2 separate regions of the Sus scrofa genome follow, and region 2 is linked to region 1. A link is a contact called in public targeted proximity ligation data. All regions are on one chromosome and are shown on one strand. The core of a region is the stretch at or near the end of the contact, and the rest is flanking DNA. Distances in the headings are between cores, read along the strand shown.

Evidence for each region.
Region 2: a targeted proximity ligation map of alveolar macrophages shows a contact between it and region 1. A contact is called at or near these places in 3 of 47 Hi-C or Micro-C datasets (fetal skeletal muscle, heart right ventricle and retroperitoneal adipose tissue) and 1 of 2 datasets of targeted methods (alveolar macrophages).

The regions. Positions count from the first base shown.
Region 1 is chr3:6,042,047-6,048,702 of Sscrofa11.1, reverse strand. It overlaps SMURF1 (E3 ubiquitin-protein ligase SMURF1), which reads left to right. Exons shown (of 18, transcript XM_021086117.1): 12 at 1,518-1,632; 13 at 2,771-2,949; 14 at 3,883-4,020; 15 at 4,695-4,815; 16 at 5,704-5,905. Among named protein-coding and RNA genes, the nearest start is that of SMURF1, 97 kb to the left of the region's middle.
Region 2 is chr3:6,119,306-6,125,961 of Sscrofa11.1, reverse strand. The region is part of intron 1 of SMURF1 (E3 ubiquitin-protein ligase SMURF1); the gene reads left to right. Among named protein-coding and RNA genes, the nearest start is that of SMURF1, 20 kb to the left of the region's middle.

The sequences.
Region 1 (6,656 bases), core at 1,048-3,547:
GCGTGGCAGTTTCTGCCCCCGAGGCTTCCTCCGTCTGAGGGGTCACGTCTGTCTCGGGGGCTGCGGAGAGACGGGCCCGTGTCCCTTGGTGGCAGGTCGGGATCAGTCCGCTCTCCCCGGGGTTTGGCTCCGAACCTGTTCCCTTCTCCGTCCTGCCCGGTTCTTGGCTCACGCCTGGCTTCCAGAACCTGCTCCTGCGCTGCACCCCGCCCACAGCTCTGCCAGACACGGGCTCGTATTCTGGGGGAGAATGAGGCAGAGCCCGCGAGACGGACGCCTGCCTTTCTGGGGAAGCGGCGTCGCCGGGGTTGGCGTCTCATCGCTGCCGGCGCTTCCTTCCTCTTCTTTGAGTTGGATCCCCACTCTGCGTTGCTGTGAGCGTTTTGGGTGTATTTCCACAGTTTTCTCAGATTATGTGCATTTGTGCTCATCCTTTGGTATTTTCTCAATTCTGTCCTTTCTATTTGAAAGAATAAGAAATTCCAGAATAAAACTTGGGGCTGCTATCTGAAGATCTGTCCATCTGAAGGCGTTTTGAGCAGAAAGAATAAAAGGCTCCCCAGCGTGTGTGAGGCCCCATACCCAGGTGTAGCCCAGCCTGAGCACAGCAGTCAACTCATACAGATTCTGTTTGGAGTGCTTTGTGTTTGATTGGTTTTGATTTGAGACTTTTTAAATAATGAAATGATTCAAACGTAAAGGAGTTCAGAAAATAACCTATTCTGATATACCTCATCCAGATTTTAAAATTCTTAGAATTAGTAGTTTAAAGTTTTAAACGAAACTTTTAAATATAAAAGTGACCAATGCCTATGACAGAAGAAAAAAAAAAAAAAAGAGAAAGCATTCAACAGGACAGAAAATTGTGAGGGCAACAGTCGTTGTTAAATAACCCCTGCCTCCCTAGCTTTGGAAATGTTTTCTCTTTACTTAAACATTAATAACATGTTACGATCAGAAATTTAAAAACTAGAGAAAGAAGAAAAAAATGGCAATGCCTAGAATGCTAATTCTCAAGTTAGCTACTGTCAGCATGTTTGTGTAAATCCCTAGCTTTTTTTATGCTCTGTGTATATATTTTTTCTGTTGTGTGTGTATGTGCACACACTTTTTCAAATAAAAGTAGAATCATTGCACTTTTGTTGGTTACGACCACATCATTAATATCCTCACTGAGACTTTGACCTTCACAAAGTAGCAGAGGGCACCTTAGCTGAGGTGTAAGAAGGCCCACAGACTGCAGGGAGCGCTGCGCCTATAAGCTGGTCTGATCCTGGGCAACCACGGTTGTCTCTGAACTTCAGAGTTGCTGGAGTTTCGACCAGAAAAGCCATTTCTCACAGCCCCAGAAGCAGTTTTTTCCTTCATTAGACTTAGGTGCCCAATCTCTAGAAATCCCATTCTCTGGGCGCCAGGGAGCCTCGCCAAGCTGGGTGTTCTAGGGCCTTGTGGCTCATTCGTTTCGCTAAGATCTCAAACTAGCAAGGTGTCATTTGTGGTGTTGCTGTTGTCTGCAGGGAGTGGCTGTACCTGTTGTGCCATGAAATGCTGAATCCGTACTACGGCCTCTTCCAGTATTCTACCGACAACATCTACATGCTGCAGATCAACCCCGATTCTTCCATCAACCCTGTGAGTATTAAGGAATGAAGAGGTAGGACACTTAGTTGGAGGATTTCTTAAATGGATTTTCAGTTTCAATCTCCATTCTTGGCTTACTCATTGTAGCCTTACTCAAAGTCTCTGGTAAATAGAGCATCAGCAGGCAGAGGGAGAGCTGGACCGGCATGGATGGTTTCAACCCCGTATTTCCCATGGTCCGGGGCAGAGTTTGTCGTTTCAAGGAGAACGAGAGTGAGACTGAGCAGCCCCTAGACCTCAGCACTTGACTCCGTTTGAGGGAACTCTGGCTGACGGCTGTATTTGTTGACGGTGTCATTCTGAGAAGTGGGTTATGGAGTCCATCCTCCCAATCAAAATTAGACGTTTTCCATAATTGGCCTTTTTTAAAGGTCTGTTCCGAGGCAGTCCCCAGGCCAGGGATTGAACTCGAGCCTCAGCAGCCACCCACGCTGCTGCATTTGGACTTTGAGCCCCCACTGCCCCACTGCAGGAACTCCCGTGAGCGGCCGTTTTGGTCCGCGGTGCTGAGACACACTCAGCTCCTGTGGGTGCAGATGAGGAAAGAAGCACCGAGACTAAGTGACCAGCCCTGGCCAGACACACGGCCCCTGCCAGCATCCACCTGTGACAGGACCTTTCACAACGCGCACGCTGACCAGTGTGCTGACGGCATTCCCACCCGAAGCGAGAAAGAGGAGGTTACCTAGTCACAGAGCAGAGTGGCGCTGGCGGTCGAATGGTTCTCTTACTTCCCTTGTTCCCCGTTTCCTGTGTCCCTTCCCTGTCACTCCCTCTTTGGGTTTTTTCTCTTCCCCTTTTTCTGTGGGACGGGGGAGGGACGGCAGAGGAAGGAGAGGGTTGCCTGGGAGGGAGACGCCGGTGGCTTGCTGGGGTGTGGCCTGCGCGAGCACCAGGCCCTGCCCGCATGTGGCTTCCTCCTCTGCCGTCACCATGTTCGCATTGTCCTTTGTACGTTCTCATCTGGCCCTGGGTTGCCCCCCGTTAGGTAGCTCTTCGGAGAAGGCGTCTGAATTAAGGGCATAAGAAATTGCTCTGCTGCCCGCGGGACTTTCTCCCGCGAAGCCAGCCAGCCGGCCACCTCGCTGTCACTTTCCGACGCGTGGCTGTTCTCTGCTGCCCCCTGCAGGACCATCTGTCTTACTTCCACTTTGTGGGCCGCATCATGGGTCTGGCTGTGTTCCACGGGCACTACATCAACGGGGGCTTCACGGTTCCCTTCTACAAGCAGCTGCTGGGGAAACCCATCCAGCTTTCGGACCTGGAGTCGGTGGACCCAGAACTGCACAAGAGCTTAGTGTGGATTCTGTAAGTACTGAAGCGGTTTGCTGCCACTCCGGCGGCGGCGGCCGTCTCGGGGGTGCCGGATACACTTGTTTTCTGTGTGTGTGCCCACACGCGTGCATGTACTTTGGGGCTGGGCGTGAAACTGGAGAGGAGAAGCCAACCACCAGGAACGTAAAAGCAGACTTCACGGAAGTACTGACTCCTCGTAGCGTTGGGCTGATTTCTCCTCACCGGCAAGTGTTTCTGCTGTTTCCTCGGATTAGGCGGTTTCGATCCGCCTGTTAACCCCGGGCCGGCCGGCTGCTTGGCCCGTGACCCTCGAGGGATCTCCACTTCATCTCTGGAGGGGCCAAGGACATGTTAAAATAAATCCCCACTCACATTGAGTCGCTTTTGCTTTAGGATGGTCCTAAAACTCTTTTAAAAGGACCAGGCCCAGTGCCCGGGGCCCTGGAGCTGTCGTGGGTCCTCGTGAAGGAGCCGACGTCACAGGAGCACGGGGCCCAGGCTCTGGCACAAGGGGACCCGCTGAGGCCCCTGTCGCCGCGGGCGTCCAGCCGCCTCCTTCTGCGTGTCCCAGCTTGCAGGCTCGGCGGTGGCGGGGTCTGGGCTTCACCCTGTGCAAATCCTCTGCGTCTGCATTTCGAGCAAACACAGCGGGTTACGGAGCCCGTTCTACGGTCCGAGGCGGCTCCGGCCCTTCCCCTGAAAAGGCTGTGGCGAGGGGTGCGGTGTTTCCGGCTTGCTCCCCTCGTCTGCACGGAGACGTCCCCCAGAATCACAGGGCCGTGTCCCTACCGTCACGTCCTTCGGGCCGGGGGCTCTTTCCAGGGCCGGGGCCCGGCTGCCCTCGCGCGCGCTCTGTGGCTCTGGCCGCCGGGTGACGAGCGCCGTTCCCCTGGCGGCTGGGCGGTGGCCACGGCCTCACGCCCTCGCTCTCCCGCGGCCTCACAGGGAGAACGACATCACGCCGGTGCTGGACCACACCTTCTGCGTGGAGCACAACGCTTTCGGGAGGATTCTGCAGCACGAGCTGAAACCCAACGGCAGAAACGTTCCCGTCACGGAGGAGAACAAGAAGGAATACGTGCGGTACTGCTGCGGGCGGCCCGGGCTCGGGGAGGGCGGCGCGGAGATGGCCGAGGCCCGGGGTCCCAGCCCTTGCGACCAGCCTGGCAGCAGCCGCAGAGCCTCGCAGAAGCCGTTGGGTCCGACGGGGAGAGCGCCGAGTGCAGGGGCTCCCGCGTCCCCGTCCCCGGGGGCCGAGCTGTTACGGGGAGATCACGACCCCAGCACTGCGGGGAGGTGTCCCGTGACCGGCACCTGCCGGGTGTGAGGGGGCCGCCCCCGGGGGAGGAGGAAGCCTGGAAGGTTCCTCGAGATCAGCCTCGGGGAGGCCTACGCTCTGTTTTCCCGCCTCTTAAGGCCCGGAAGTGCCCAGTCACCAGCCTGGGAGGTTTACGGGCACGGGCGTGTCTGCGGCCAGGCCGCCCGACTCCAGCTGGTGTGTGGGTCTCACCGCGGCCTGTGCGTTATTTATTCAGGCTTCGAGGTCATGGCACCTGTAGCAGGTCAGCCTAGATTCTACGTTCAAGCCACGAAGCAGAACGTCTAAGGGCGGGGCCGATGTGGTGTTGACCCGGTTCTTAGGCGGGGGCTGCCGACCCGGGGGCAGGATTCAGTGGCTGGCAGAACCGACTGGGGCAGGAGCAGCTGTGTTGACCGGCTGTTTGACATTGCTTCCCACGTGTGCATTTCTCTTGCAGGTTATACGTAAACTGGAGGTTTATGAGGGGAATCGAAGCCCAGTTCTTAGCTCTTCAGAAAGGCTTTAATGAACTCATCCCTCAGCACTTACTGAAGCCTTTTGACCAGAAGGAGCTGGAGGTGCGTGCCAGCCGCGCAGCCCGGTGTGGGGAGGGGGGCAGCCGCCGAGTGAGGCAGCCGTTTCCCCACAGGCCTGGGGCCCCGGGACCCCAGGGGAGCAGAGGCAGGGCCAGGGGACGACAAGGCCCCCGGGCCTGCTGGGCGGCAGGGCTTCTGGATAGTTCCTGGGACACGGTTCTCCATGGTCTGCGGCTTAGCCTGCTTCGCAGGATCACCAGCAGCCGAGGAGTCACCTCGGGCAGGGAATTGTCAAGACCAGCTTCTCCCGCCACGTCCGCTTGCTGCTTTGATTCTGGCTAGTTTTAGGCTCACAACAGAGTGTCACTCACTGTCCTTTGTAATTCTTCGTCGTGTGGACAGAGCAACTCGCTCATGTCTGATGGGTCTCTGGGGCCAAGGGGCGCGGGTCTTCAAAACTGTACCCGTCTTTCTGCCCCGAGTGCGGTGCCAGGACCCTGGGTCCCCAGGCGCCTCCCCGGAGGGAGTGGACTTTTTAAAGTAAGTCTCAGGAACAAGCCCCGGTCCCTTTTCTTAGGACTTTAAACCCCACGCACCCCTGAGTGTCTGCAGGGTCATGTGAGGCGCCCCTTTACAGGTGGCTTCGTGCGGCCTTTCCGAGGCTGGTTCTGTGGTCCTTGCTCCGCCCCAGTGCCACGCAGACACACACACAGACTTGGTTGCAGGGAAGCGTTGCATCGGTGGCTACACCAGAGTGGTGGGGGTGCCAGCCAGCGGGGAGGTGCAGACGCAGTGTGGGCTCTGGGCCTGCCGGCTCGTCAGCATGTGTCCAGTCTGTGGGGATGTGGTGTGTCACTCTCCGTGTCCCGGGAGGCTGGCGGCCTGCTGGTGTGCGCGTGGGGAGGTAACCTGCCTTGGCCGCCCTCGCAGCTGATCATCGGCGGCCTGGACAAGATCGACCTGGACGACTGGAAGTCCAACACGCGGCTCAAGCACTGCGGGGCTGACAGCAACGTGGTCCGGTGGTTCTGGCAGGCGGTGGAGACCTTCGACGAGGAGCGGAGGGCCCGGCTCCTGCAGTTCGTGACCGGCTCCACGCGGGTCCCCCTCCAGGGCTTCAAGGCCCTGCAAGGTGACTGACAGGGCGGCGGGGCTGGGTGTCCTGGGCTCACCAGGAAACCCCGTCGGGTGGGTTCTTTCACGAGCTGCTCGGCGCTGCGGGGGTGCTGGCCTGGCCGAGACCCTCTTCCCCCCACACGAGCCGTGGCCGCTCGGTGGCCATTCTCCCCCTGCTCCCAGGGCTCGAGGCTCTGCTCTCCTTTGAGGGGTTGGGTGAAGGTGTCTGCACTCTGTAGACAGGCCACCTTCCCCAGGGTCTCTAAAGCCACAGCAGGCAGGTTACCCCGGGTTGGCAGCAGTGGTGCCCACGCAGGGCTGGGCCAGCAAAGCCTGTGGAGCCAGGGCCTCCCCTCCCCCACAGAATGGGGCACAGAGGGCGGGTACAAAGAGCGACAAGGCCTTGGGGACAGGAACCCGTTTTAAAGGTGCATTACAGCACAGCAGGTGAAGGATCTGGCCTTGTCAGTGCTGTGGCGCGGGTTTGATCCCTGACGTGGGAACTTCCACATGCTGTGGGTACAGCCAAAAAACAGAGCGCGCCGAGATTCATTTCTGAATCTTCTGATAGCAGCTCTCTCCGTGCTGTCCGAGGTACAGGGGGGAGAGCCCGAGACAGTCTGCTGCTGCCGTGCAGTCGCTGGCTCCCGGGTCCTCCCCGGCCCTCCGTTTCCTCATCTATACGCGTGCACTGCTGATAGGCCCCCGTCCCCTCTCGCGTCCCTTCCCGCCCCGACGGGACGCCCAGGTCTGGAGTTGGGCTGCAG
Region 2 (6,656 bases), core at 2,447-4,946, 76 kb before region 1:
TTTCTCTCGGAAGTTCTCTGGTATTTAGACTGTTGTGAATGGGGTAGGATAAGCCTTTTTTTTTTAAGCCCATTTTCGATATTAAAATGGAAGTGAATTATGGAAGTCTTTTTGGAGACTTGACCTAACTGTTGACTTGTTGCATTATTGATGGCTCACTCCATCAGCTGAGTGTCAGACTGATGCTACTTTTGTTTAAGTCAGCTGCATGAGTGGAGCAGATGTGCTGTGGGTTACCTTGTCACCAAAACCAGAGGCGGTCCCCTGGCGCATGTGGCGCATGAAGTGTTTAAGCGTTATTTGTGGGTGCTGATTACGATTTTGGAGAAGTCGGTGTCTCAGTGTAGTCCACATTTTAATGCCTTCTGAAACAGCAGGGTTGTTCTCGCTCCATGGGAACTCAGGAGACTTTGTTTGCTGTATTTTGCCTAGGATTCAGCTTGACAGTACAAAAAAGACACTTTTATCTTAGGAAAGGAGGTTTACTTTAGAAAATGGTACCCAAATTGAAATGAGGAAAATTATTTGCAGAAGCAGACATTTGATGGACCGCAGTACTTGTCTCATCCCTGCATAGTAGTGACGCTTATATTTAGAACAGAGAGACGTCAGTCCAAGATCTCAGCAAGGCTCTGCAAAGGATGTGATTATGTCAGTGTTACTCCAGGTGTTTAGTTTCAGGCAGTGCAAGTCAAGGATTTGGTGTTTCTTATATTAGAATAGATTGGACTTGATTCATAAAAAAAAAAAAAAAAAAAAAAACCCCAAAAACACCCAAACAACCCGTTGATGTGACGTGTATAAATCACGGCCTAAAAGTTATTTTAGTCCAAGTTTTAAAATAGATAATGCCCGCATGTGGTATAAAAGGGTATCCATTCAAGATGCCTTTCACCCTCCCTGCCCCCACCCAGTCACCCCCCCAGAGGTGACTGTTAAGACACGGGATCACGTTCCTCGCCCTCGCTTTCTTGTTAACACAGGGGTGGCGTACGGTGTGCACGGTCGTGCACTGCCCTTCTTTCGCATCGTCAGGGATGTGCTGCCTTTGGATCTCCAGAGCCGCCTCTGGCAGAAACAGCCCTGCTCGGTGACCGTCCTTGTGCCCTTCCTCCTAGCCCAGCTGCCTAGCAGTTAGGTGGGACCGGGCGATGGGCTCTGGCTTGAGCACTGTGAGAAGCAATGATTCGTCCCGTCCCACCCTGGGACTGAAGCTGTAAGAACCGCCAGCTTGGCGAGGGAGCACCCTGAACTCTTTGTCATACGGCGAACCCCGCCATGCCCCGGTTCACCCAGTCTCTGTTGTTGCCGTCAGATTCCCCGCTTAGCCATGGAGACAGCTTTCCAGCTGGAGGAGTTGGAGGTACCTTAGAAGCAAGGGCAGTGTTGTAACCACTGAATGACGTGGGGTGTCCTGATCAAATGCGGTGGACATTCAGGGGATGCTGAGTCAGTCCTTCCCCCCAGGATACTCACTTGGGTGTCTTGCTGGTTTATTGCATCATGCTTACTTCAAGCTGTCTTACAAGTTCGAGTTGGAGCCTGTGTAAGGGACTCTTCCTAGGCTGTGGCTGCTCCAGTCTTGACGGTAGGTCAGTGGTTGTGTAGGGGTTTTTAAAATGTTTGCTGATGTGTTTGTTTTTTGGACACTAGGCCTCCTTCCATGGACAGTCAGGTGCCCTGTAAAATCTTTTTTTGCAGGCAGAGGAGGCGGAAGGTAAAGCATCCAGGAGGGACCGCTCCCCGTGGACGGTCCTGTCTGGGTTCCCTCCCCGTAGCTCTGCCCGGATCACTTCTGTGGGGGCTGTGCAACTTTCACGCTCAACGTTTGGAATCTCCCCAAAGATATTCTAGAATGAGAGTCTGCCAAGTGCTGGCTTTAAAGCTTGTGTGTTAGGACGTCATTGTTCAGAGAGCCTCTTCTGTCCTTTGGCCATTTTTTATAGAAACTAGGTCAGGTGAGCAGACTGCGTGCCGCAGGGCTAAGGAGAGCCCTGTGCGCAGGGTACGGGTTTCAGAGCCCAGCTGACCTGGGTTTCAGTTCCAGCTTTGCTGCTCAGGAGCTTCGGCACGAATAACCAAGATATCTGTCCATTCCGGATGTTTTTATTCCTTGCCAGGCCTTGTGCTAAGCAGTTTTCATGTGTTCTGTTTCCTCTTCTCAGAACGCTTAGCAGGTAGGTGCTCTTCCTGACCCATTTTGGAGGCAGTGGAGTCAGCCGACCCAGTTCTGCCACATACCAGTGGCCTTGGGCAAGTCGTGCCTTTCATCTGTAAACCTCAGACAGGACCCACGTCCTGAAGTGGCTGCAGGGAAGAAGTGGAGCAGCCAGGAGCCCAGCCTCTGGTCGGGCTCCCTTGCCTAAGCCTTCACCGAGGGTCCTGCAGGTGGACTCAGGTGTGGTTGCTTTGTGGCTTTGCAACTTACGTTATATGTCGATAGTGTATCTGAATCCAGTTCTTTGCCTTTTTGTCTCCAAGTTAAAGTCTTTGTTAAACATCATTCTGCAAGGAGTTCTCACATTCAGTCAGCCTTCCCAGGAAGCAGTCACGTCAAGGGTTGTTATGTTGGAGGGGAAGTGGTGCCAGCGTTATTGTGGCACAGATACCTAACGGTATAAAAAGGAAAGGGGGGATTCATTCTCCCCGAATTTCCACCACCTCTTACCAACCTACGGCTTATTTTTGATTAGCTGTTTTCTATGAGGCCTACACCCCTATTGATTATTTCCTAAACAGCAGAATAAATGGTGCCTAATTATTATTTATCACACATATATTACTGAAATTACTCTGTTACTATGATTCCATTAAAAAAAGTAAAATTTTGGTGACTTCCAAAAGCTCACAATGGAAGGTTTGGGGTTAGGCTCACTCCCGGTTGTTTTTCTATTCGGTTTGGTCCTGGGGTCTCCCCGCCACCCTCTCTCTGTGGAGGAACTTGACATTCCACTCAGTGTCATGAAGCCAGTTGTCACTTTGAGGTGGAGCGTTCTATGGTCGCACGTCGTCTGTCTTTGATGTGTGAACCAAGGTGAGAAGAGAGTTTGCTAGTACAGATCATTGTTGGGCCTTAGAGACCCAAACACAGCACGAGAGGTGGCTGAAAGCAAACACGAGAGAAACGAAGTGGAATTATGGTTGTGTAAAAAGGATGTGTGGTCCTTGCCAGTGTGACGGAGTCCGCCTTTTATTTAGGAGTGCAGGGACCAGGACTTGAGCATTTCAGAAATACGAAAACCGGGTCATGCTAGTATTGTCATCGTGTCCTGTCACGCCGCCGCTGCTTAGGGGACACCATAAAGGAAACATGCCCATTGGCACAGATGGTGGGGACTCCGTTCCCTCCCTGTCCCCCGATTCTGCTGGGAGCTCTCTTGGACCCTTTTTCCTGAAGTCTGAGGAGCTCTCCTTGGGTGTGGCGCCTCCTTCCACCATTTGTACATTTGTACAGTTTCCAGCCTGATTGTATCTCAGCCGTGTGCCAGGAGGTCTCGGTGAAAATGTGAAACCCGCACACCGCCTGTCGAGTGGAGCTTGAGGAGAGACCTCCTGGGAAAGGACACACTGAGCCTTCTAAGTGGGCTGCGATCCCAAGCATTTCCTGGGTTGAGTGTTTATCAAGGCTGAGCTTTACTTCCAAACCAAGCCTGAGAAGAATCTGGGAATGTTTCCCAGCTGATTGGGGGTGGGGAGCAGAGGAGGATGCGAGTCTGGAGGCACAGAGGAAGTCTCACTCCCCGTCCGTCTCTTACCCAGTTATCTGCTGAAATCTGTCTGGAGATGGGGCTTGCAAAATAGAACCAGTTTTGGCGTATGAAGTAGGATGAGGCGGTTACATGTTAATTTTAAAATTAAATATAATATTTTAATTTTATTTTGGGAATGGAACATTGGGTAAGATTCACTTTAACATGGCTCAGCCTTGCTCTTCAAGGTTAAAAAAAAAAAAAAGGCATGGAAAAGAGCCTTAGCTCCCTGCTACTGGTCGTTCATCTCAAGTCACACCAGTTGTGGGGTTTTTTTGTTTTTTTTTTTCCCTTCCCTGTGACTCTTATCATCTTAGAGTTCAAGGTCTAAGTTGACACATGTGGGAAGAGTAAGGTGTTGGGGACATGGTACTGGTAAGTAAGTAGGGGGCTTTTCCTTCCTGTCTGACTCAGGGTTGGAGAACTCTTTTTTTAGACAGTATGTTGATTTCAGTACCTCGATGCCAGCAGATATGGTTCCAGGCATCCTAGTCCCTGGGGCAGTTCCTTGCTGTCTTACCCGTGAAGAAGACCTGTCTCCCTTATTGCACTGTTTCTTTGCCTCGACGTTTTTGTAGCCGCTGCCCCTTTGTGGGGAATTGCGATGGTGGTGGTATTCTAGAAAATGTCTTTGGGCTGAACGGTGCCAGCTTCACTTCTCTCCGTGAGGGCGCATTTATATGTCGGGAAGTTGTGCCCGCCCCCACCGCACTATGCTGCTGGGCGTGTGGGTTCCCGAGCTGAAGAGGCTGGCATTGATGGTGAAAGACTTCAATCTAAATTTAGGTGCTTTTCAGAGGTTTCATAGAAGACTTCCTTAAATGAAGTCACCGATTACAAAAGCCCCTGCTGCATGGGGCTTCCAGGTTTGTTATTTTTTTCTGCCCTGGAAATAAAGAAGCAGGGCAGGAAGGACCGGCTTGCCCGCCCGCCCAGCTGCCCCCAGAGGCTCTGCCGTTGTAGCCAGAATCACTAGTGGCCTCTGTGATGACCTTACAGGTCGGGAGAGATGGCTTTGGTGGCAATCTGACAGAAGTGGGAAACAGCCATGAGTCCAAGGGAGTGTGGGGCCAGCAAGCTGTCCTAGGTGGTAGGTGGTGAAGGATGCGCTCGCACTTTTTGTCTGACACCGATAAATGTACCTGGAGACTCATGAGCCGTGAACTAAAGCAGTAGGTTGAATTTGGGGGCTAGTGATACAGTCGGACAATCTTCAGAGTCAAGAGAAAATTGAAAATAGGCCTCTGGACTATAACTGTAACCATGAGTGTTTCATACAATCTCTGTCTTTCTTCGGAAAAGGGGTTTCAAGGCTTTTTTTTTTTTTTTGCCGAACCCACCGCATACGGAAGTTCCCAGGTCAAGGATGGAACGCGCACCACAGCAGTGACAGTGCCGGCTCCTTTACCTGCCGTGCCACCAGCGCACTCCCAAGGCTCTTGTCGACACGGAGAACTCCTTTACCTGCCCCAAGGTCCCAGTCTGGAGAGATCTTTAGTGGGAGGAAGGAACCCAGGGCTAGCCCCCAGGGAGTCAGGGTTTTGAGGATGGCTCGCAGGAGTGGCCTGTGGTCACACACTCAGACAGCCTTTCATTTTCTCCTGCAAGCATCACGCAGTTTCTGCAATCTTCTGTTTGGGGAATGACACTCTTTGGGAAAACTATTCCAATATCGGTTAGATAACCCCATGTAGAATCTCATTCCCAGTGTTTTTCCCCCTAGCGTGGATCAGCGACCTTCCCATGAGCATATTTTCATGATGAAACCACCCCTTTATGTAAATATTTATTTGTTTTGAAAGTTAATTTGGGGTTCTTTTGGGGGGAGGTAATGTGTACACGATGCACTTTTAAATTGTATAAGATCGGCAGTTCCCGTCATGGCTCAGTGGTTCATGAACCCAACCGGCATCCGTGAGTTTATTAAGTATGCAATAGCATTAGCTCTACATAAGCACTGTACATGCCTTAATTTAAACATACTTAGTTGCTAAAAAATTTGGAGTTCCTGCCGTGGCTCAGTGGTAATGAACCTGACTAGTGTCCATGAGGATGCAAGTTCGATCCCTAGCCTCACTCAGTGGGTTAAGGATCTGGTGTTGCCATGAGCTGTGGTGTAAGTTGCAGACGTGGCTTGGATCCTGCGTTGCTGCGACTGTGGTATAGGCCGGCAGCTGAGCTCCTATTTGACCCCTAGCCTATAGGAACTTAACATATGCCATGGGTGCAGCCCTAAAAAGCAAAAAAAAAAAAAAAAAAAAAAAAAAAAAAAAAAAACAGGATAGCTGATTTTGAAAAGGAAGCTTCTTCACACCTTCCCTTGTGCTCAAGTTCTCCTCCCCAGAGACAGTTCATCAGTAATGATTTCTTGTGAATTTTTACAAAGATTCATTAGATTTAAATGCTTATGTGTACGTCCTTCCTCGGCCCTGCCCCTACCCACAGCCCCCCTTTTTAAGGGAGACCGTATTGTGTTGTTTTTTTCACTAAATAATGCCTCTTGGAGAGCTTCCCGTATCCGTATATATGGAGCTGCTTCATTCTTTTTTTTTTTTTTAATTGAAGTAAAATTTACTGTGTATGAATCAGTGGCTTTTAGTACATGACCAGTACTGTACAACCATTACCGCTAAGCCCAGAATGTTTTCATCACCCCGAAAAGAAACCCAATACCCATTAAGCAGTCACGCTCCATTCCCCTCCCTCTCGCCCTGCCAGCGGCTAATCTGCTCTTTGTCTATGACTTTGCTTATTATTAAGGTCATTTCGTGGAATCGTACAATATGCAGCCTTTCGTGTCTGGCTCTCCCTTGGCATAATATTTTTAAGGTTTATTCATGCTTAGGCACCAATACTCCACTCCTTTTTCTGGCAGACTAATATTTCATTGTATGAATAAGGTCCATT